7 separate regions of the Mus musculus genome follow, and regions 1, 3, 4, 5, 6 and 7 are each linked to region 2. A link is a contact called in public HiCAR-type, HiChIP or PLAC-seq and promoter capture Hi-C data. All regions are on one chromosome and are shown on one strand. The core of a region is the stretch at or near the end of the contact, and the rest is flanking DNA. Distances in the headings are between cores, read along the strand shown. Region 1 holds the start of Psma5 (proteasome subunit alpha 5). Region 2 holds the start of Atp5pb (ATP synthase peripheral stalk-membrane subunit b). Region 3 holds the start of Ap4b1 (adaptor-related protein complex AP-4, beta 1). Region 4 holds the start of Trim33 (tripartite motif-containing 33). Region 5 holds the start of Hipk1 (homeodomain interacting protein kinase 1). Region 6 holds the start of Gnai3 (guanine nucleotide binding protein (G protein), alpha inhibiting 3). Region 7 holds the start of Tmem167b (transmembrane protein 167B).

Region 1 (2,700 bases), core at 72-2,571, 2.3 Mb after region 2:
GGGATTAAAGGAACTATCACACCCAACCCAGAATGGTATTTTTAAAAAGACTTTTCAATGTGTGTGTGTGTGTGTGTGTGTGTTTGTGTGTGTGTGTTATGTGTGACACATATATAGGGGCCAGCAGAGAGCAGAAAAAGGCAGTGGATCCCCTAGAGCTAGAATAAAGGGTAGTTATGTGCAGCCTGACTAGGACGCTGAGAACCAAATGTGGGCATCTAGAAGGGAATCAGGTGCTAAGCTATCTCTCCAGCCACCAGAATTATGTTTTGATATAGGTATATATCACGATTAAGTTAACTTTCACTAACATTTGCCTTTTTTGGTAGTGATTAAAATCTACCTTCTTAGAAAAATTTCAAGTGTAAGATATTAACTCTAGTCATCCTGGTGTATCATATATCTCCATTAGGTATTAATCTTACCTGAAACTTTGTACTCTGACCACCTCACACCCCACCCCCGCCAAGCCTGGGCAGAGGTTCATGCATGCTATGAAAGTACTCTGTCACCGAGTTACATTCCTAGAGAGTCAGGACTTCTTCTTTTTTTTTTTGTTTTTTTTGTTTGTTTTTAAAGATTTATTTATTTATTTTATGTAAGTACATCGTAGCTGTCTTCAGACACACCAGAAGAGGAAGTCAGATCTCATTCAGGATGGTTGTGAGCCACCATGTGGTTGCTGGGATTTGAACTCAGGACCTTCTGAAGAACAGCCAGTGCTCTTAACCCCTGAGCCATCTCTCCAGCCCGAGTCAGGACTTCTTAACCACCTAACTTTCTTTGATAAATGATTCATTTACAATGTTTCTTAAAAAAAAAAAAAGCTCAAGTTGCTCTTCTACCCTTAGGAAGAGAAAACAAGAAGCACATACACAAATTAAGGTCCTTAAAAGCAGTGACTAATCTGAAGCTCCGATACTGAACTCCAGGTCTGGGTCTGAAACTTGGATAGTTAGGGTGGTGGTGGTGATGTGTACGAATCCAGGAAAGACTTGATAAAATAATCGTACCTATGCAAGAAATTGAAAAACGTTCTTGCTGATTAGAACCTATCAACTTTTAAAACTTTTTTTTTCAACAAGCCCGGCTGGCAGAACTGCCGGGCACGCTGGTAGAGGCGCACACATTTCTCTACCCAAGTCAAAAAGTCCTCAGCAAACCTAGTTCCGGCTGCCACCGAGCCGGGAAGACAGCGAAGAGCTGGGCAGGCGAGCGCGAAGTAAGAGACCGGTGTCCCCCGGCTGCATTTACGCGAGCTGGCGAGACTTACGTCACGATTCCGACAACCCAGTCATCAGGCCAAGTCTTGCAGCCATCCAAAGCGCGGCGTGCTCACTCCTCGACGACGAGGTTCACTCTCACCGGTTGCCTCGAGTCCCAGCGCCCGTAGCAACCAAGGGTGACGGAAAGCGGAAGTGCTCTCTAGTTCCGCCTCCCTGTTAACCCAGGTCCGGTGAAGAAGCTTGTCAAGTCCAATCATCGCGGCGAGAATATCAATCAGCCAATAAAAGGGAAGCACGGGAGGGCGGGCTAAAAAGGTCGCGTGCGCACGCGCAGACGGCTGCAGGGTCCTTGGTGCTGTGGCGGTGTGGTTGATTAGGGTGCTGCTTTCAATCGTGTGGCCTTTGGGAACCCCGCGTAGCCACTGCCGCCTCCTTCTGTCCTCGCCATGTTCCTCACTCGGTCCGAGTACGACAGGTTCGTACGGCGGGAAGCAGCAGGGTCGAAATTTGGGTGGGCGGGCCTGGGGCCCGCGCCGCGGCCTGGGTTCTGCAGTGTCATGGGGCGCCCGGAGAACCTAAGTCTGGCGGGACCCGGGGAATCTGGTTCCCGAGGCGCCCGGCGAGATTCCCCAAGCTACACTGCAGCGGACCCGTTGCACTTGTCCCGCTGAGTCACCGCTAATCCTGACTCCCCGCGGAAGCGAGAGGCTGGGGCTGCTTGGGGCAGGCGGCGGAGAGGGATCGGGACCTTTAACCTGGAGTAGATTAGGGGGACACCAGCCTTGCGTCCGTCTTTTCAACCTAAGTCTGACTGCTTAGGAAAAAGAAAAGTGAAAGGAGTTTCCTTGAATAGAAGCTACCAGAGACTATTGGATGAGTTTGTAGGAATCCGTCCTGTGCTGTACATTTTAATCTTTTTTGAAGAGCGAAGGCAGTTTTCAGCTATGCTCGGATAAATATATTGCCTACAATCTGGTTTTGTGGGAACTTGAATGTACAGTGGTTCTCAGAAGAGTTTTAATACACTGATTCCATTTGACCAAAGTGTGTGTATGTGAGAGGAGGTTTGAAAGCAAGTTAATTTTAGTGTTGTGTTGAAAGCTAAATGTTTTGTAAAGTCAAAGCTGTGTGGTTGTGTTTATTAAAAGAGCAGACAACCTAAAAACTTTCAAGTCTCGAAAATGCTAACTAATACTGTCATAAATGCTGTAGATACTGTAACTTTCAGTTTCTGTTTTGAGCAGTTTTGCAAACCACTGGGTTCCTTTAAAAGTTAGGGAAAGCAGACATTTTCTTAGTTCCAGGTTACCACTGAGAAATTACTTTTCTTGGCAAGTATGTATTGAGCCTGTCAAAATATATATATGTCATTCCAGGTGCCACAATTTTGACAGGCTCAATACATACTTATATATACACATATATACATACATATTAATCTCCATCCTTTTGCTGACTCAGAAAATATCGGTGA
Region 2 (2,700 bases), core at 171-2,670:
TTTCCTTAATGCCTCACCTATACTCACATCTCTCAAGCCACAAGGTGAATGACAACCAAAGAGCTTAAAGCTGAAAGACGGTCAAGAGTGCTTACTGCTCTTCACAGGACCAGATTTGGTTCCCAGAACCTATGCTGGGCTGCCCACAGCAACCTCTAACTCCAGCTGCAGATCTAATACCTTTTTCTCTGCCTCTGCAAGCACACACGCACACAAAAATAAAATTATTAAAAAAAAAAAAAAGAGTTTGACATTCTTTGGAGAAAGCAGGGCTGGCATTAACAGTACATAAAAAAAGACCCAAGACACAGATGAGGTTAATTCAGGTTTTCTTGGTTTTGCTATGTTTAGATTTTATTGCAATAGGGATATGAGCTCTGAAGGGTTTTAAGTGGGGGGAACTGCCAAGATCTCTCTGCTACATTGAGAATGGACTGTATTGGGATAAAAACAGATGTTAAGACTGAAAGCCTAGTGAAATTGTCCATTTCAGAACTGTGGGCAGCGGCTTCATGCTGTAACAATGGTAGTGAAAGTAGTCAGACTCAAAGCATCCTCACGAGTTGAGTCTTACTGACGGATTAGAGGATGGAGCTACTGTGTAGCTGTCTCTAGGACTAGGGTTGTTACTGTGATCTCCACAAAGTTATCCACTGTCACATTATGTGATCATCAACACAAGCATTTACGAAGCCATATGTGTTTTCGGCCTCCTGATATGGTTAATAAAAGATGGAAATCTGGAAGACACCCAAAACAATAGGTTTTATTTTGCTGTATTTAACCAGATCTGTCCTTGGGGGTAAGTAAGCCAGTAACTTGGTTGTGTGTCGCTGAAGGTCACAACGAGGGGTGAGCCTCTCTTTGGTGTTTGTCAGAGGAAGGAACAGGATCATGTTCAAGGCAATTAGAAGAACAAACGTCCGAATGAGTATGCAAGCTGGCTAACGTGAAGGAAAACAGCAATTTTTGGCTTGACGCTAGGAAATGGAAAGAGAATAAGACGTGGTGACACTCACCCTGGACCTAGGGCGGCCGCGTTCTTCAGACACGGGGCTGGAAATACACAAGACGGAGGTTAGCAAAGTCAAGGAGAAATCGCGTTTCTACCTTCCCGGGTGTCGGCCCTGGCATCCGTCTCTGCCGCGCCCTGAGATGCTGGGCGGCCCGGGAGCTCTCCAGATCGCTCCCGTGGGTGAGCTCGGGCCCAAACGCCGCAGTCCGTCCTCTACCCGCTTCCCGCCTCCCCGGCCTGGCTTCTTCCTAGTCACCCTGCTACGCTAACCTAGGCTCTACGTCTCTCACCCGCTGTGGCGGCAGCAGAAAGCACCACCCGGGACAGCATTGTCTGCGAAGAGCGGGACAGCGGGCTCCGTGTCCCTGTGACCCCGACCCGAGCCTGTCAGGGGCAGGAGCAAGATGGCCGCTCGCACATCTCGCGAGAAGAGATCAGCTCGCTTTTTCTCGGAAGTTCTCGGCTTTTTCCCCGCCCCCTCCCCACTATCGCGAGAAGAGGAGAAAAAATGGGTGGGGCTGAGGGAGGGAAACAAACAAAATCCCGCTGCGGGGACAGGAGACGGAAAAGCAGGCTGGAAGGGTAGACACAATTCTCGCGAGAAGTAGAGCGAATTCCCTCGGAGAGGGGCGGTTGCGCAGAGGTACACCACGTGTGCGGTCCCTCCGGCGCCGAGTCAGGGTCTCTCGTCGAGTCTGGGTCTAGGTTAGATTTGGAATCGTGGAGATGCGGAAGGACACCCCTCCTCCGCTCGTGCCCCCGGCGGCCCGCGAGTGGAACCTGCCCCCCAATGCGCCCGCATGCATGGAACGTCAATTGGAGGCTGCACGGTACCGGTCTGGTGAGCCGAGATCCCGGGGCCTGGAAGCCCCTTTACCCCCAGTCTCGGGTGCCCTCTCCCGGTGCTGACCCTCTCGAGTCCTCCCAGCGCCGTGTGGCCCTCCTCGGCCATACCTGGCGTCCTGGCCCTGCCCCAGCTCAGCTCCACAAATCCGATCTCAGATTCAGACTGGTCCCGCCACGGGGTTCTGTGAGGTTACCATAGAAACAAGGCCTTCCATCTGACACCTTATAACTTTGCTCTCCCCACCGTAGATGGTTCCCTTCTGCTCGGGGTCTCCAGCCTGAGTGGTCGCTGCTGGGTAGGTTCTCTGTGGTTTTTCAAGGATCCTAGTGCGGCCCCCAACGAAGGTTTCTGCTCTGCTGGCGTCCAGACCGAGGCTGGAGTAGCTGACCTCACTTGGGTGGGGGACAAAGGTATCCTAGTGGCTTCTGATTCAGGTGAGTGATCCCCCTCCCCTGGAATTGAAGAGTTGGGTACAGGGTAGGATGGGAAAAGGTGTTTTATTATTTAGAAGCAGGGTTGTTTACCTTATTGGCTTGGCTGTCCCAGAAACTAAGTAGACCAGGCTGGCCTTGAACTCACAGAAGTCTTCCTCTGTGCTGTAATTAAAGACGTGTGCCACCGTGCCTAGCCTCCTGTTTTCTTTTGCTGTTGTGTTTGCTATGTGCTGTGAATTGACTCACCTTGCTAGGCAACTGCTCTGTCACTGGACAGTCCTTAATCCCACCTTTCTTTGAGTGTCAGGCTGAGAAATGTAGGCTTTGGCATTAAAAAAGACAAAGAAATGAAGTTGGTAGGTGATGGAGGGTAAATGTTGGACAAGCTAGGGATGAATATAGTC
Region 3 (2,700 bases), core at 127-2,626, 2.1 Mb before region 2:
CTATGAGCGTTACAGTCATGGTTTCTTGCCCAATTTCATCTAGAGGTAATACATGACTCTCGCCAACCTCCAGGGCCCGGATCCAGTGCTTAGACACCTGAGGAAAACAGTTGGTCACCCGAGTAACCATAGACTTCTCTTTCATCAAGGAAAGCTGACCGAGTTCTGAACCACTCTCATGTAAGCTGTTATAAGGATTCCCAAGAAATCTCTCCTTCCTCTTCTGTCTCCCACCCTTTGTACAGATTTAAACTCAGAATCTGAAAACAGTCTAAATAAAGATTCTCACACTTTCTCCTATCATGATAATCCCAGCCATGGGTGGGAAACAACTGTCAAAAAAAGTTCCAGTCTCACACCAGCCACTTCTACTGACACAGACAAGATGAGGAGATGTTAGACAATATGTGTTTTTATCTAGCACATTAGATGAATTATTGGGGGCGGGCAATGAGTGTTGGGGATCTAACTTAGGGTTCTTGCACACACTAAACAAGTGTTCTATCACTGAACAGTCTGGTAGATTCTTAAATGCAAATTAGGAAAGCACTGGTTTTTGAAAAGATAGGAATCATTTCCTTGACTAAAAACCTCCAGGTAGTTAACTAGAAGCCAGTCTCATTCCGGGATCAATTCCCACATTTGTAAAAATTCAGTCCTTATGTCTCCCACTCGGTAATCCCCCAAACTGTGACAGATCAGAAGTCCCCACCCAGATTCCTGGACTAGGTCTCAGCGATCAAATCCCAGCCCCAATACCTGCAGGCGACGATGCAAGAGGCAAGCAGTGATGGGAGAGCAGTAGAGGGGCCGGGCCCAAGTGCTAGACAAACCCACCGTGTGGTCACAGTGCATGTGGGTTAAGAAGAAGAGCCGCGCCGAACCGGCACGGCGCAGGCTCCAAAAGTCCACAGCAATGGGCGTTTGGGGGATTACGACCCCGTTCATGGTGGCAGAGTTGAGGTGTCACCCAGTGGGGTCTTCGCGGGAACCGCACTCCTGAGTGAGGTTTCCACGACAGCGTCCCAATGACAAGTGGACTCTGGAACAAGTCCAGAAGCCCTAAAGGAAAACCATCCCAGAAACGGAATTAGTAGACAGAGTGAGAAAAAAGAAGGTGGCCGCGCTCGGGACGATCAGGATGAAAGCGCCCAACGCGGAAGAAGTCGGGAGAGCATCACTCACAACCGCGCGCTGGAGCTCGGGCCCAGTCCCCACATTGTCAAAGCTCGCGCGGCGGCGGGGAGACAGACCCTAGTAGTTGATTTCCGATCGCCGGCCGCGGCGCTCACACAGTGAGCTGCGCGCCTGCGCCGAGGGGGAGAATGGGTGGGGGAAGGGCGTCCGGAGGTCGGTGCCCCCCCCCCCCCCCCCCCGGACCTGCGCTCGGCGCTCGGCGCGACCCGGAAAGCTGCTCCTTGTGTCTCAGGGCGACGGGGCGGGATTTCCGCAGGAAGCTGTCTGGGGTGTCCTCGGCCACTGGGACTAGATTCCCAGGGAGGAGGCTGTGCTAGGTCTTTGGCCTTTTGCTAGTGTAGAATTCGTAACTGGGCCTAGAGAGAGTTGAGATCTGCTGGGCAGAGCCAACGGCCTGTGGGTCTCCGGGCGGCTCCTGAAGGGTCGGGGCTCGCCCGAGGACCCAAGAATGTGTTCCGCCCTGGGGGGCAGGCACAGCAAAGTGACATCTCGCCGTTAGTGTTTTCACTGACTACATCTCCTTTATTCAGGCTCCCACATCGAAATTAGGAGGAGCCCACGAGTTCCCTACGGGTCTGTGGAAACTGTCCCGTGAGTGTTGGCGACGATGCCATACCTTGGCTCTGAGGACGTGGTGAAGGAACTGAAGAAGGCTCTGTGTAACCCTCATATTCAGGCTGATAGGCTGCGCTACCGGAATGTCATCCAGCGAGTTATTAGGTATCACCAACCTACCATAGAATTCTAACTCCCCCCCCCCCCCCCCGGCCCCACTTTTAATCCTCTTCAGAGCTCTGCGATCACTCTGAAAAAGTTAAAGAAGGGCAGTTTTATCTTTTGGCCTTGAGGCTGCATTTCTGGGTTGTCATCTCAGTCTTCCGTGTGGAACACCATGCCCAGTTGAGAGGTCTCCTTCATACCACAGGCTTTAGCAATTGCGGCTGACTCCTGGTTCAATGACTTAACGTAGAACAGTTCTCCCTTTTTTCTAGATTCAGACCTGTATATCTTTCTGCTTGCTTTACATTTCGACTTGGATAGTTCATCAAAGATATGACCAAAATAATACTATCATTCTTCTCCTCTTTAAACCTACTATTCTGCTTGTATTTGTGTTATGAATGTCACCAGGCACCCTACCAAGCTTGCTAGTCAACCTTGAAAACATTGTCTACTGTCAGGTGGTATGAAAAATTCAAAATATCAATTCTTGTTCTTAAAGTTGTACTGTTGTTGGCTCAGGCTGTAATTACCAAAGCCTGTTGTGGTAGTTTATTAATAAGTAGCCTTGTCTCCTCACTTTGGTTAGGATTTTTTCTATTATATATGTTTGAACGTGTAACTAATCTATAGTTGTAGCTCAAAACTGTAGGTAGGACACAAAAGTCCCATGGGGTCCTTTTTTAAAAAATCGTGATCTAGGGATCAATTCTGATTTCATTAGGATGGGATAGAATCCAGGAACTGTATTGTAAATAAACAGTCTCAGTTGATTGTAGTAGT
Region 4 (2,700 bases), core at 110-2,609, 2.7 Mb before region 2:
TTTGCACACCTCAGTGACATACTTCCTCCTGATACTTTCAAGCCGTTCTGCTCCCAGGTGACCAACCATTTAAATAAATGAAACTATGGAGGCCATTCTTTGTTTTTGTTTTTTCTTTTGGTTATTTTGAGACAGGGTTTCTCTGTGTAGTCCTGGCTGTCCTGGAACTCACTTTGTAGACCAGGCTGGCCTCGAACTCAGAAATCCACCTGCCTCTGCCTCCTGAGTGCTGGGATTAAAGGCGTGGGCCACCAGGCCTGGCCACATGGAGGCCATTTTTATTCAAACGACCACAAGTGTTATCTCCTATTTTTCCTTTCCTTGTTGAAGCCATTCCTCTCACACTAATTCCAGGGTCTCTGTTTGCCTTAGGCCCTTTGTTTTTTGCCACCTGCTCCTGTCTGGAATACTCTTGTGCAAGCCAGGTTTCTTCACCTTATCAGCAGAGCCCTTGCTCAATCAGCACAAATCCTTTACACTCGCCTTATTTTTACTCCAAAGCATTTATCATTTCCCCCGACATACTCTCCATGTTCATCCTCTAAACTGTCAACTTCTTGAAGGCAGAGAGTTTCTTTGTTCTCCTGCAGGAACCCCAACGTTTCTATCTTAACACGAAAGTCAGAAGAGATTTTGAAGGAATTGATGAAAAACGCTTTTCTGTGAATTTAAAAACTCACCCAAATAAATTTCCTGTATAACTACGGTCTAGGACGGGCTTGTGAGACTCACATTAAAACAGCTGTTGCACTTACATCATTTCCCCTCCCCCATTTCTTTTTGGAGGCAAGGTCTCCCTATGAAGCCTGATGCTTAAGCTGGCCAGGAACTCAGCAGTCTCCCTGCAGGTGACTACAGGTGGGCACTATATCAAGTTACACTTGTTCTGGCAGCACTGGCTAAATGAAGGTCTGATGGCAGCCTGAGGCGGAGAGGCCCGATACCAACAAAACAAAACCCTTTCATAAAGCTTCTAAGATTGAGGTGGTGAGGACAGTCAGCTGGCCCACCCGGGGACGCCGAGTGAGATTCTCGGGATATAATATTGGTTAGAAACATGGTCTCCCAAACTGGCACATCAGCCGCAGGGACTTTTCAACATTCATCTGGTTTTCAACTTCCTGATTCTGTTTTGGGGTGTGGCCCTGGCATCTCTGTTTAGAAAAAAGCTCATTTGATTGGCTTTCAGGTATGTAGCAACGTTGGAGAATCACCTTAAGAAGCTAAAAATAGCTATTAGAAGACTTCTGTCTCACCGCAGGAGCCTATATCTGGAGACTTTTGGGGTGTGTGTGTACGTGGTGGGGGGAACTCTGCGCAGCCGCTCTCGGGTGTCACAGCCCTCTAGAGAACGCGGTCCAGCAACACCCAGCGAAGACCCAGGTGGTCCGCACCTCCTCGGTAGGAGGCCTCCGCGACCAAGCGCGCGACAGGTGAAGCTTCCGCGGTGGCGCGCCCGTCGCTGGGGATGGCGTCGCCGTGGAGACGCTCGCTCGGGGGCGAACGCAAGCCGGCCTCCTACTCCTGCATGTTTTCCCTCCCTTCTTCCCGCACCACCGCGGCTTCGGCGCTAGCAGCCACATCATAGAGACCCAGTTCCACCAGCTCCTACCGAGCTACACAACTCCAGCCGGGTGGCAACAGACCACACCGAGGCGCGGAGCTGCATCGCGGTCTGTCCCGCGAGCGCGCGCGGCCGGAGTTCCCGCCTCCCTCCGGAGGACGTCGGTGCGTACGTGCGCGTGCCCACCCCTCCCGCCCCGCGACGCGAGGGCGGGGGCGCCGCGTGCGCGCGCGCTCTCGTGCGTTCGCTCGCTCGCTCGCTCGCTACTTCGCTCGCTCTCGGCGGCCGCTCTTGCTGTGGCTGCGGCTGAGGCTGGGGGCGGCGGCGGCGGCGCGAGCGGCGGGCGGCGCGGGGCGGTCCGGCGGGTTCAAAGAGGAAAACATGGCGGAAAACAAAGGCGGCGGTGAGGCAGAGAGTGGCGGCGGGGGCAGCGGTAGCGCGCCGGTAACCGCCGGGGCCGCCGGGCCCACGGCGCAGGAGGCGGAGCCGCCTCTCGCCGCGGTGCTGGTGGAGGAGGAGGAGGAGGAAGGCGGCAGGGCTGGCGCGGAGGGCGGTGCGGCTGGGCCCGACGACGGGGGGGTGGCCGCGGCCTCCTCAAGCTCGGCCCCGGCCGCCTCGGTCCCCGCGGCCTCAGTGGGCTCCGCGGTCCCCGGAGGCGCGGCATCGACGCCGGCTCCAGCTGCTGCCCCAGCCCCGGCCCCGGCCCCGGCCCCGGCCCCGGCCCCCGCTCCCGCCCCGGCTCCTGGTTCCTCGTCGGGGCCACCTCTCGGACCACCAGCCTCGCTTCTGGACACCTGCGCGGTGTGTCAGCAGAGCTTGCAGAGCCGGCGCGAGGCGGAGCCCAAGCTGCTCCCCTGCCTGCACTCCTTCTGCCTGCGCTGTCTGCCGGAGCCGGAGCGCCAGCTCAGCGTGCCCATCCCTGGGGGCAGCAACGGTGACGTCCAGCAAGGTGAGCAGCAGGCCGCACCCGGGAGAATCTGGTGTGGCGGCTTGGGGTGCCGAGGGTGCTCGGACGGTGCAGTGCAGAGAGGTCTCCGAGACGAAAGCTACGGCCCCGGGGACGGTTACCAGAGAAGCTGCACCGCCGGAGATATGGGGAGAGAGAAGGGAGGGGTGCCGGCTGCGAGGGGCTGGGG
Region 5 (2,700 bases), core at 44-2,543, 2.2 Mb before region 2:
GACTGGGGCAACGGAGTCTACATTTGAAACTCTTGTTTGTGGCTGCACTACACTACTGAGAATTCTCAAAGTGTCACCAAAGAGACAAGAATGCGCATCTTATGAGTATCCACAACTGAGTCACTGGTTATGTAGAGAAAAGATTCACTTACTGGAGCTTGCCCCCACCCCCTCTCCGGCTTCCCGTTCCAGTACCCATTCCCAAACAGGAAAGAAAACGCGCCCAGCATAAACACACAGGCCATTGCTCACGGTTCGTCACCACAACAAACTGGAGGTTAGACCAACGCTCCTAGAGACCAAGTTTTTAGGTCTCGGTTGCCAAGCACAAAAGGGGGACGCTGCCCTACAGAGCTGTTTATAGTGTGGGTCCTACCCAAAGGCTTTTGGTTGTTTCCATCTTTTAATGTTTTGGATTTTGTTGTTCTTGGCTTTAAAGGCGACGACGGACTGCAAAAGTTTAGACCTCTAGCTTTGCCTTGCAGAGATAAACATATAGGTGGGCTGGTCCCCACACAGCGTTACCACCATCACAAATTACATACTCAAAGACTACAGAACATGAACCAAGAGAACAGAAAAGCTTCCATACCAGCCCGACCACCACGATTTACTCTAGATGCGGTTTCCCGGTCCCCAAAGGCACCAATACGCCCAAACTACAGCTACAGGGAGTGGGGTGACATGCACACGCACAAGCACAAGAACCTGCCACCGCAGTCCGCGGTTGGGGTGGAGATCTGTACGGTGGGGAGATGCCAGACGGACCCCTGTCACCTGAGGACAACACGATCTGGAGGGAAAGGCAGGAGGCAGGGGGAGCTGCCCATTTTCTCCGGCACGCAGTCGCGCCTGGCCGCTCGCGACCAGGCGCCTAGGGCCGCGCGGGGCCTGGCGAGAGAGGCACCCCAAGCAAGCCGGCTACCCAAGGGAGTCTGCGGCTCGCTCCGTCCCACCTCGGGGCGCCGACTCCCAAAGTCCACGACCCCAGCCCCTCGCCGAGCCTGACTCACCGCCGGTGTGTGTAGTTCTCAGCCTCGAGTCGGGGCCGCCGCGAGGAGGCGGCGGAGGAGAGGCGATCCGGGGCCCCGCAGCCGGGTCATCATACCCCCCGCACGAGCCGGCCCCGGCCCCGGCCCCCGCCCCCCGGAGCCGTCCCCGCGCCCGTCCTGCGGCCGGAGCCTCGCCAGCCTCCCGCCTGCCCTGCCACCCGGCCCCTTCCCGCCGCCGCCGCCTCAGCGCCGAGCGCTCCCGCCTCGGCCTCCCCTGCGGTCCGGGGCCACGGCCCGGCCCTTCGCTCCGCAGCCGCCGTTGTCACCAGACCCGACAAGTGGAGCCCCGAGCGACCGCCTCCATCCCGCCGGCCCCGCCTCGCCGGAACCATTCAGCCACCTAGCGCCATGACACCTACTGAGGCGGAAGTGCGGAGGAGCGGGAGGGCTGAGATCACTGCATCTTGCCCCGGGCCGCGGGTGTGGGTGGGCCTCCGTGGGGAGCCAGCGTGGACAGTGTGTGGGGACCGGTTTCCCAGTCCTCTCCGCACAGCAGTCTCCGAGGTCGTTTAACCGGCGTTTGGTGGCGGTCGGGTTTCTTACAGTTAGATGTCATCTCAGCTAGTGTGACATCACCCCAAACCAGTGTGATTTTCCCCCAACATCCCAATCACATCCCAGCGATTGGGCAGCGCAGGGAGACATTGACTACCTGGGGATGACTCTGAGGGTTTAGAATTCTCAGTTTTTACTTAAATTGTTTGCTGCCATGTCGATTTCAGGGCAGCATAAGGGATTTAGATGCCTCCCTGTGCTGAAGCGCTCCCACCGTAGAATCTGTTAGGAAATAAAATATCCGAACTCAGCTCCTCCATGCATGCAGTAAACAAAAATTGTCTTACCTCCACGAAGGGTAGAAAGGCGGTGGATTCCGGAAAGTGGACCTGGCATAATGTTTAAGAAAAATGACCCTGAAAACTAGGTTATCTTAGTAGACAGTTGCCAACTCAGCCTCAAGAGATTCTGTGGGACTTGATATGCCTTCCGCGCTGTAAAATGTTGGTTCTTAAAATGAGAAACATTTCTTGGAGTCGAGTATTTATAAGAGTAAGGTAGGATGGTACGTGCCTTTAAACCCAGGATTCATGCCTTTAAACCCAAGATTCTGGAAGGAGAGGCAGATGGATCTCTTGTGAGTTTGTCAACTTGATCTACATAGAGAGGCCCTACCTAAAAGAAAGAGGAGTGCCGGGCAGTGGTGGCGCACGCCTTTAATCCCAGCACTTGGGAGGCAGAGACAGGCGGGATTTCTGAGTTCGAGGCCAGCCTGGTCTACAGAGTGAGTTCCAGGACAGCCAGGGCTACACAGAGAAACCCTGTCTCTGAAAACCAAAAAAAAAAAAAAAAAAAAAAAAGAAAGAGGAGGAGATGGAAAATGTGTTCTTTCTTACAAGAACAGTCTGAACCCCTAACTGACTATCCACCACCATAGATTTTTACCTGTGTCCTGTGAGCAGAGAGCAGGTCTAGGAGAGGCCTTTCTATCAGTTATATTTTTCAGTCCTCACTCATACATCCATGATTTCTTTGGATCTTCACCTAACAAAATGTTTTCTAGGCTATCCTATCATACCTTTTAAGGAAAGTCGTTTGAGTTTCTCCTCTTAACATTGGGAATGGGGAGGAAGTTCATTTCCCTGGAGAGCCA
Region 6 (2,700 bases), core at 48-2,547, 2.2 Mb after region 2:
AGCTGGATTTACTGGTAAGCTAATGCGAGAGAAGTTTATATGATTTACTGGGCCTATCAAAGTTTAAAACGAAATTATCCTGACTGAAACATGTCTGACTAGAGATAAAAAAGCCCACTTGAGTATAAGACAACACGGTGTTTGTAGTCTGAAAGCCAATACATACTTTTATTTTGAAAAACCCAATTAAAAAAAAAAATCAACCCCTCCCAAATAGATCACAATCTCTACAATAAATCTGCCCCAGTCCATATGTTATCCTCTACTATTCCCGACACACATGGTCCCACTGTCCTCTACCCCAAACCTCAAAAATGGCATTCTTTCAATTTCCTCAGCTCACACCATCCCTAGCCCTTTAATTTAAAAAAGGAATCACGGAAGCTCAAGAGAATTTAAAAAAAAAAAAGAGAGAGAGAGAGATTTTAAAAAAAAGTTGAAAAAAGTATTAGTGGCCTCTGCACCCAAGGTCTTTTCTTTTATACCTAAGAACCTGTCATTTATTTCAACCGCCTCCTGGGTGTTCCTGGACAACCCACCTCACTAACAGCACAAAAAGACTTGCGAGCAAGTTCTTTATGTGACCCTCTCTGTACTAGCTTCGCTATTTAATCATTCAATCCTTCCAGCTTTATCCTGACATCAAGTATCAAACTCACACAAACCCTAGACAGGCCCCACCAGACACCATACACTATCCTCCTCAACACGTTCCAGCCCAGTGTGAACCCTCCCTAATTTCGGTCCCTCCCTTTAAGAGCCGTGCCCGGATTCCCAGCACAGTCTCGGGGCTCCAAACTCCCCAACTCTACTAAGTACCATCCCAGCCGGGTTACACCCTCTCCAACCTGAAATCCCCACGCCTTCCGGGGCCTCAGTCGCCAAGCCCAGTACCCGCCCCATTGCTGGGCATCCCCTCCTTGTCCCTTTGGGGTCCTCTCTGCCGGCCTTGGCCAGACCCCGATCAGCTCCGGCTGCTCCCGGGGCCGGGCTCTCCGGCTCCAGCGCTCCAGCTCCGCCCCCAGCCCCTCACCGAGCAGCAGCAGCTTCACTTCTTTGGCCGCTTTCTCCCCGTCCTCCCGCAAGTTGCGGTCGATCATCTTGCTCCGCTCCACCGCCGCCTTGTCCTCGGCGCTCAACGTGCAGCCCATGGCGGCGGCGGGAGAGGGGACCGGGCCCGGGCTCACTCACACACACCGCGGGAATCGCCACACACCGGCGGAGACGGGTCTTCTGCTGGGCGGTGGCCTTCTCCGTCAGCTCCCCTAGCTCCCGGAAGAACCGGATGTGTGCTGTTTACGACACTTCCGGCGACGCCCAGCGGCCGTTACTACTTAGAGCGCTGTGCCAGTGGGAGGCGGAGGTGGTACGGAGAGCGGAAGTTCCCTGGTACCTGACTGTCCCCGTGGAGTGATGGCGAGCCTTCGCTCCGCACCTCCCAGCCTTAATACCCTTTTACTTCTCCGGCTCCTGGACTTGGATTCCAAGTGTAGAAAAAGCGGGACTTCCAGCACGTGGTGTGCTCTGGAGGTTTGGCGGTGAGGATCAGATTCTCAAATGAGAGCTCACAGTCCTCTGGGAATTGCTGTTGGGAAAAGCCTCCCTCTCCAGAAAACAAACAAACAAAAAAACCTTTTTTCCTTTTCATCTGTGATTTGGAGCCCAGGTCTCTGTCCAGAGCCGCGTGTTGGGCACTTCAGCCAAAGTTCCCTCCGTCTGATCCTTGAGCTGCCCAGCCTGGATGTTCACCCATTCCTCTGGCTACACCCATTATGCCAAGTATATATTAGTCCTTCTGCTACAACGTATGGATTTCTGTGAGCTGTACATATGCCTGGCACTCCTATGTTGGCAAAGGATCACTCGACCGCATCAAGTAATAGAGAGTGAAAAATAGGTAGTAAGTATTAGAATATGAAACTAGGTGTAATTCATTTATAATATTTCCACGCTTCCCTTTCTTCCAGGTAAACCTGAGGACTTAGTTCCATACCCAGAAATAAACGAGCTAATCTCTAATCTAACAAGAGTTCCTCTGTGATAGCCACAGAAAGGGGGAAGTTTGGTAAAAGTTGTCTTTCTACTATCTCCTGAATATTGGCTCTGTGAAGAATATCCTAAAGTCCCTACTAAATAGACCCACAATGACTCAACACCCGTTTTAAGAAGGGGCATTTTTTTACAGCCATTGAAACATTTCCCTGGAATTTAAAACATTTCTCTAGTAGGAGGTAACTTAAGCTACAAATTCCCAAGAGAAAGGTCTATAGTGAAAATTAATTAATTAGAACCATCTAATTAGATTAACCTCGTCCACGTCACCCATAATGCTTGTCAATTCCAAGTCTGGAAAGTCTCCCACTCATTTCCAAAAGAAACTGCTTTTCCTTTCTGATCACTTCTAGGGGGGAAAGGGTCAAGAGGAAAGGGGGAAACACAACATTATTGAGTACCTTTTTGCCAGGTAGGCACTTCCATGTCTCATCTCTTAATCCTCACAACAACCCTGTGAGGTAGGTAATATTAATCCCCATTGTCGCCAATGAGAAAATGGGCTCAGAGGAATTCAGTCGCTTTCCCACGTCCACACAGTAAGTACATCTGTCTAGTTTCAACTTCACGCCCTCTTTCTACCAGACCTCTCTAGAAGGTATAGCTGGGAGACCCCTGACAACAGAGCATCTAAGGTTTTTGGATGGC
Region 7 (2,700 bases), core at 86-2,585, 2.6 Mb after region 2:
CTTCTTACATGTGATACCCAGGTAAGCAAAATGAATTACATAAAGGCAGATTTTATTCAGTAATCAACTGTGCCAGAATATTTTATTTCCTAGTTTACACTATGTCTTCCTCCGTTCCTTCTTTAACTTTGTGTACTATGGTAAGACTGACTACCCAGAAAGCTTCAAATGGATATTATATACAATCAGGGTCTTTGTCGGTTCCCGCCAGTTCTGGACTATACTGACTTCTTCCAGTGAAACTATTTCACAGCTAGTTCCAGTATATCAGTCAGCTCACAGACAGTTTCTATGGATGCCTTTATGTCTTGCTCTTTTACTCCTATAAGTTAAGAGACAATGCCAAAATTCACAAGGAAATGACATTTCAGTCTTCAGTGTCACGTCTATGGAAGTCTATGAGAAATACTTTCCCGAGCCTCTCCAATCATAGTACCTAGAAAAGGCTTTCTTATTTCCGTTCCTGTAAGACTGACTATAAAGGTCTTAATTCATGCTCTAGAACCTGAAAATCATGACTATAAAATTGTTTGAAGCAATCTGGAAAAATTACAAGTGCTCCATCACTAATAAAAGGCGGCTTCTAAATCCACCCTTTGCGGTATTAGCCAGAAGCTCCAGATGGAGCCACCCAACTAGGACTTTAGTCAAACGAATGAAGGCTTTTTTTGGTGTCTTTTAAATTAACAAAATAAACAAACAAACAAAAAACTTTGGGGGTTGTCTACAATCACCTCCCCCGCAAACGGTGGGATTTGATACCATTACTAAGTCCTTTCAACCAGCTTACTGTCAGAAAGTATGAGACCTTAGGGAACTGGATAACAGCTTCTCTCCCCTGGGGACTAACAACATAATTCTATAGTGAACGACCTCCCCAGCGGCCAGAACCAACTTCTAGGAAAGAAAAGAGAGTAAAGGGTGATAACGAAAAGTCAGGTGTGGCACTAGGGTACCTTGATGGGCTTGAGAAAAGAGAAACTGCAAGGAGCATCCCAGACAGGAGTTAGGGGCTCCCCAAGGTCCAGGGGGGCCGGGCTGGGAGGGGGCGGGGGGAACGGCCACGTCAGTCTAGCCCCGCCCGCCACGTTTGGTCCCAGTCCTCTACCGCCACCCTCCGCTCGGGCCCCCAGCTCTCACCGTTCGTCATGGCGGTAGTGCCCGGCTGGGGTGAGGGGTCCGGGTTCAGCTGTGGCGGCTGCAAATGCGGGGGAACCCGGCTCCCACTTGACACTTCCCGATCCGGGCCGTGGTGACGGGGAACGAGCCGTAGTACGCAAGCGCGAGAGCCGAGCGAGAGAAACGCCGAACTCAATCAGGCATAATTAGCTGATCGTCGAGCCAAAGCCTCGCCCTGCCTGCGTAGCGTCTGCGTCCCTACGTAGTGGGAGGAGAGCGTGTTGGGCGAGGCTTCCTTTGTGGTCATGGCAACCGGAAGTCCGCCTGCTTGCTCCTGTCTAATTAGACCGACTGGACCCAGACAGTGTGTTTGAAAAATAAAGGCTGTAGGGATTGCTCTGTGACACATGTTCAGTGTGCCAGAACATGTCGTTCCCCGTTGTATCTACTTGAGAACAAAACTTAGGGTTCCAGTGATTCATGACCAAGAAACAAAAGAAAGCCATCCCGTTTCCTCCAACTTATTTAGGTGACAACTGGTAGTGAAATCAGGTACAGTTCCAAGAGAAAACACTTGGGAACCAGGCTATAATGCGAAGCAATTGCACGTAAGGTGGCGCACGTGTGTATACTACAGCAGGGTCACTGTATCTTACCATACCAAGCTGAAAACGTCACCACTGTCAGGATAGTTGGACCGTTCTTGGGGACACGGCTTGTTTGTTTTGTTTTGTTTTGTTTGTTTGTTTTGCTTCTATGCTCTGCAGCAGTAATATGTGCTGTAATATCTGAAACCCGACGAGAGTTTGAGTGCTGAGGGGGATACCACAGTAGTTGCTCGGACTCCTGGGACAGCCCTTGTTAGGTGGCTTCTTGCGGAAATCTAGCCAAGCTGCCTCTGACTTTCGTAAACGGAATAAGAAACTATAACAAAAGCCACATGCTTCCGATCCTAAAGCTTTCGGTTGTCAGAAGCATTCAGACAGCTTCCTGTTTGTTAGAATGACTTTCTTTTCCTTAAATTACCAGGATAGTTTCCTTTATCTGCAGAGTTTAAGTCATGCTGGCCTCACCTCTTCAGAAATGTACCCTGGCTTCTCTGAAGATGTTTTGACTAGATGATGACAGTCTAATGGTGGGCTGGCGTGCAGGGAACAAAGCTTTAGGTTCTGCTTTGTAAACTGGGACCTTCAATTATAGACAGCTGGGTCTGCTTTTCTAGAGTCTGACTGAAAGTGCTGCACTCAGAAACCTAAGAATTCTGTCCATTCCTGCTACAGTGCCATCTGCTGGCTGTGAACCGCCTGGTTACCTAGAACAAAACTGTCAGAAGACTTGGAATGGACAGTCAAGAGGAGGAAACCACTAGTAGAGTAGCCACAGTGTTTGATGTAGGAAAGAGTACTTGAGCCGGGCAGTGATGGCACACGCCTTTAATCCCAGCACTTGGGAGGCAGAGGCAGGCGGATTTCTGAGTTCGAGGCCAGCCTGGTCTACAGAGTGAGTTCCAGGACAGCTAGGGCTATACAGAGAAACCCTGTCTTGAAAAACCAGAAGAAGAAAAAAAAGAGTCATTGAAAA

The links. Promoter capture Hi-C pulls out the DNA fragments that hold promoters and counts their contacts. HiCAR-type assays count read pairs that join an accessible place to other places. HiChIP or PLAC-seq counts read pairs in DNA pulled down with a chosen protein or histone mark. Capture Hi-C pulls out chosen DNA fragments and counts their contacts.
Region 1: a contact with region 2 is called in a promoter capture Hi-C map of pre-B cells, with 4 times the contacts expected there. The contact joins the promoter of Psma5 here to the promoter of Atp5pb in region 2.
Region 3: a HiCAR-type map of astrocytes shows a contact between it and region 2, with 6 times the contacts expected there. The contact joins the promoter of Ap4b1 here to the promoter of Atp5pb in region 2. A contact is called at or near these places in 1 of 39 promoter capture datasets (liver), 1 of 484 Hi-C or Micro-C datasets (muscle stem cells) and 1 of 115 datasets of contacts at active chromatin or transcription factors (astrocytes).
Region 4: a promoter capture Hi-C map of erythroid cells shows a contact between it and region 2, with 7 times the contacts expected there. The contact joins the promoter of Trim33 here to the promoter of Atp5pb in region 2. A contact is called at or near these places in 4 of 39 promoter capture datasets (erythroid cells, hippocampal neurons, liver and 1 more) and 1 of 115 datasets of contacts at active chromatin or transcription factors (astrocytes).
Region 5: a contact with region 2 is called in a promoter capture Hi-C map of liver, with 2.5 times the contacts expected there. The contact joins the promoter of Hipk1 here to the promoter of Atp5pb in region 2. A contact is called at or near these places in 3 of 39 promoter capture datasets (the C10 cell line, hippocampal neurons and pre-B cells), 1 of 484 Hi-C or Micro-C datasets (muscle stem cells) and 1 of 9 other capture datasets (liver).
Region 6: an H3K27ac HiChIP or PLAC-seq map of thymic regulatory T cells shows a contact between it and region 2, with 8 times the contacts expected there. The contact joins the promoter of Gnai3 here to the promoter of Atp5pb in region 2. A contact is called at or near these places in 1 of 484 Hi-C or Micro-C datasets (CD4 T cells) and 1 of 115 datasets of contacts at active chromatin or transcription factors (thymic regulatory T cells).
Region 7: a promoter capture Hi-C map of liver shows a contact between it and region 2, with 3 times the contacts expected there. The contact joins the promoter of Tmem167b here to the promoter of Atp5pb in region 2. A contact is called at or near these places in 1 of 39 promoter capture datasets (liver) and 1 of 9 other capture datasets (liver).

Annotation. Positions count from the first base shown.
Region 1 is chr3:108,255,605-108,258,304 of GRCm38.p6, forward strand. It overlaps Psma5 (proteasome subunit alpha 5), which reads left to right and starts at 1,322. Exons shown (of 9, transcript NM_011967.3): 1 at 1,322-1,701. The coding sequence starts at 1,673.
Region 2 is chr3:105,957,843-105,960,542 of GRCm38.p6, forward strand. Atp5pb (ATP synthase peripheral stalk-membrane subunit b) reads right to left here and starts at 1,421. Exons shown (of 7, transcript NM_009725.5): 1 at 1,306-1,421; 2 at 1,020-1,056. The coding sequence starts at 1,345. It overlaps Wdr77 (WD repeat domain 77), which reads left to right and starts at 1,656. Exons shown (of 10, transcript NM_027432.3): 1 at 1,656-1,856; 2 at 2,111-2,296. The coding sequence starts at 1,742.
Region 3 is chr3:103,808,141-103,810,840 of GRCm38.p6, forward strand. Ap4b1 (adaptor-related protein complex AP-4, beta 1) reads left to right here and starts at 1,377. Exons shown (of 10, transcript NM_026193.2): 1 at 1,377-1,917. The coding sequence starts at 1,805. Dclre1b (DNA cross-link repair 1B) reads right to left here and starts at 1,247. Exons shown (of 4, transcript NM_133865.2): 1 at 760-1,247; 2 at 1-97. The coding sequence starts at 948. Gm15471 (predicted gene 15471) reads left to right here. Exons shown (of 5, transcript NR_040412.1): 5 at 74-300.
Region 4 is chr3:103,277,934-103,280,633 of GRCm38.p6, forward strand. Trim33 (tripartite motif-containing 33) reads left to right here and starts at 1,360. Exons shown (of 20, transcript NM_053170.3): 1 at 1,360-2,513. The coding sequence starts at 1,946.
Region 5 is chr3:103,789,982-103,792,681 of GRCm38.p6, forward strand. Hipk1 (homeodomain interacting protein kinase 1) reads right to left here and starts at 1,294. Exons shown (of 16, transcript NM_010432.2): 1 at 1,014-1,294.
Region 6 is chr3:108,144,855-108,147,554 of GRCm38.p6, forward strand. It overlaps Gnai3 (guanine nucleotide binding protein (G protein), alpha inhibiting 3), which reads right to left and starts at 1,298. Exons shown (of 9, transcript NM_010306.3): 1 at 1,034-1,298. The coding sequence starts at 1,151.
Region 7 is chr3:108,561,131-108,563,830 of GRCm38.p6, forward strand. Tmem167b (transmembrane protein 167B) reads right to left here and starts at 1,336. Exons shown (of 3, transcript NM_026198.2): 1 at 1,141-1,336. The coding sequence starts at 1,150.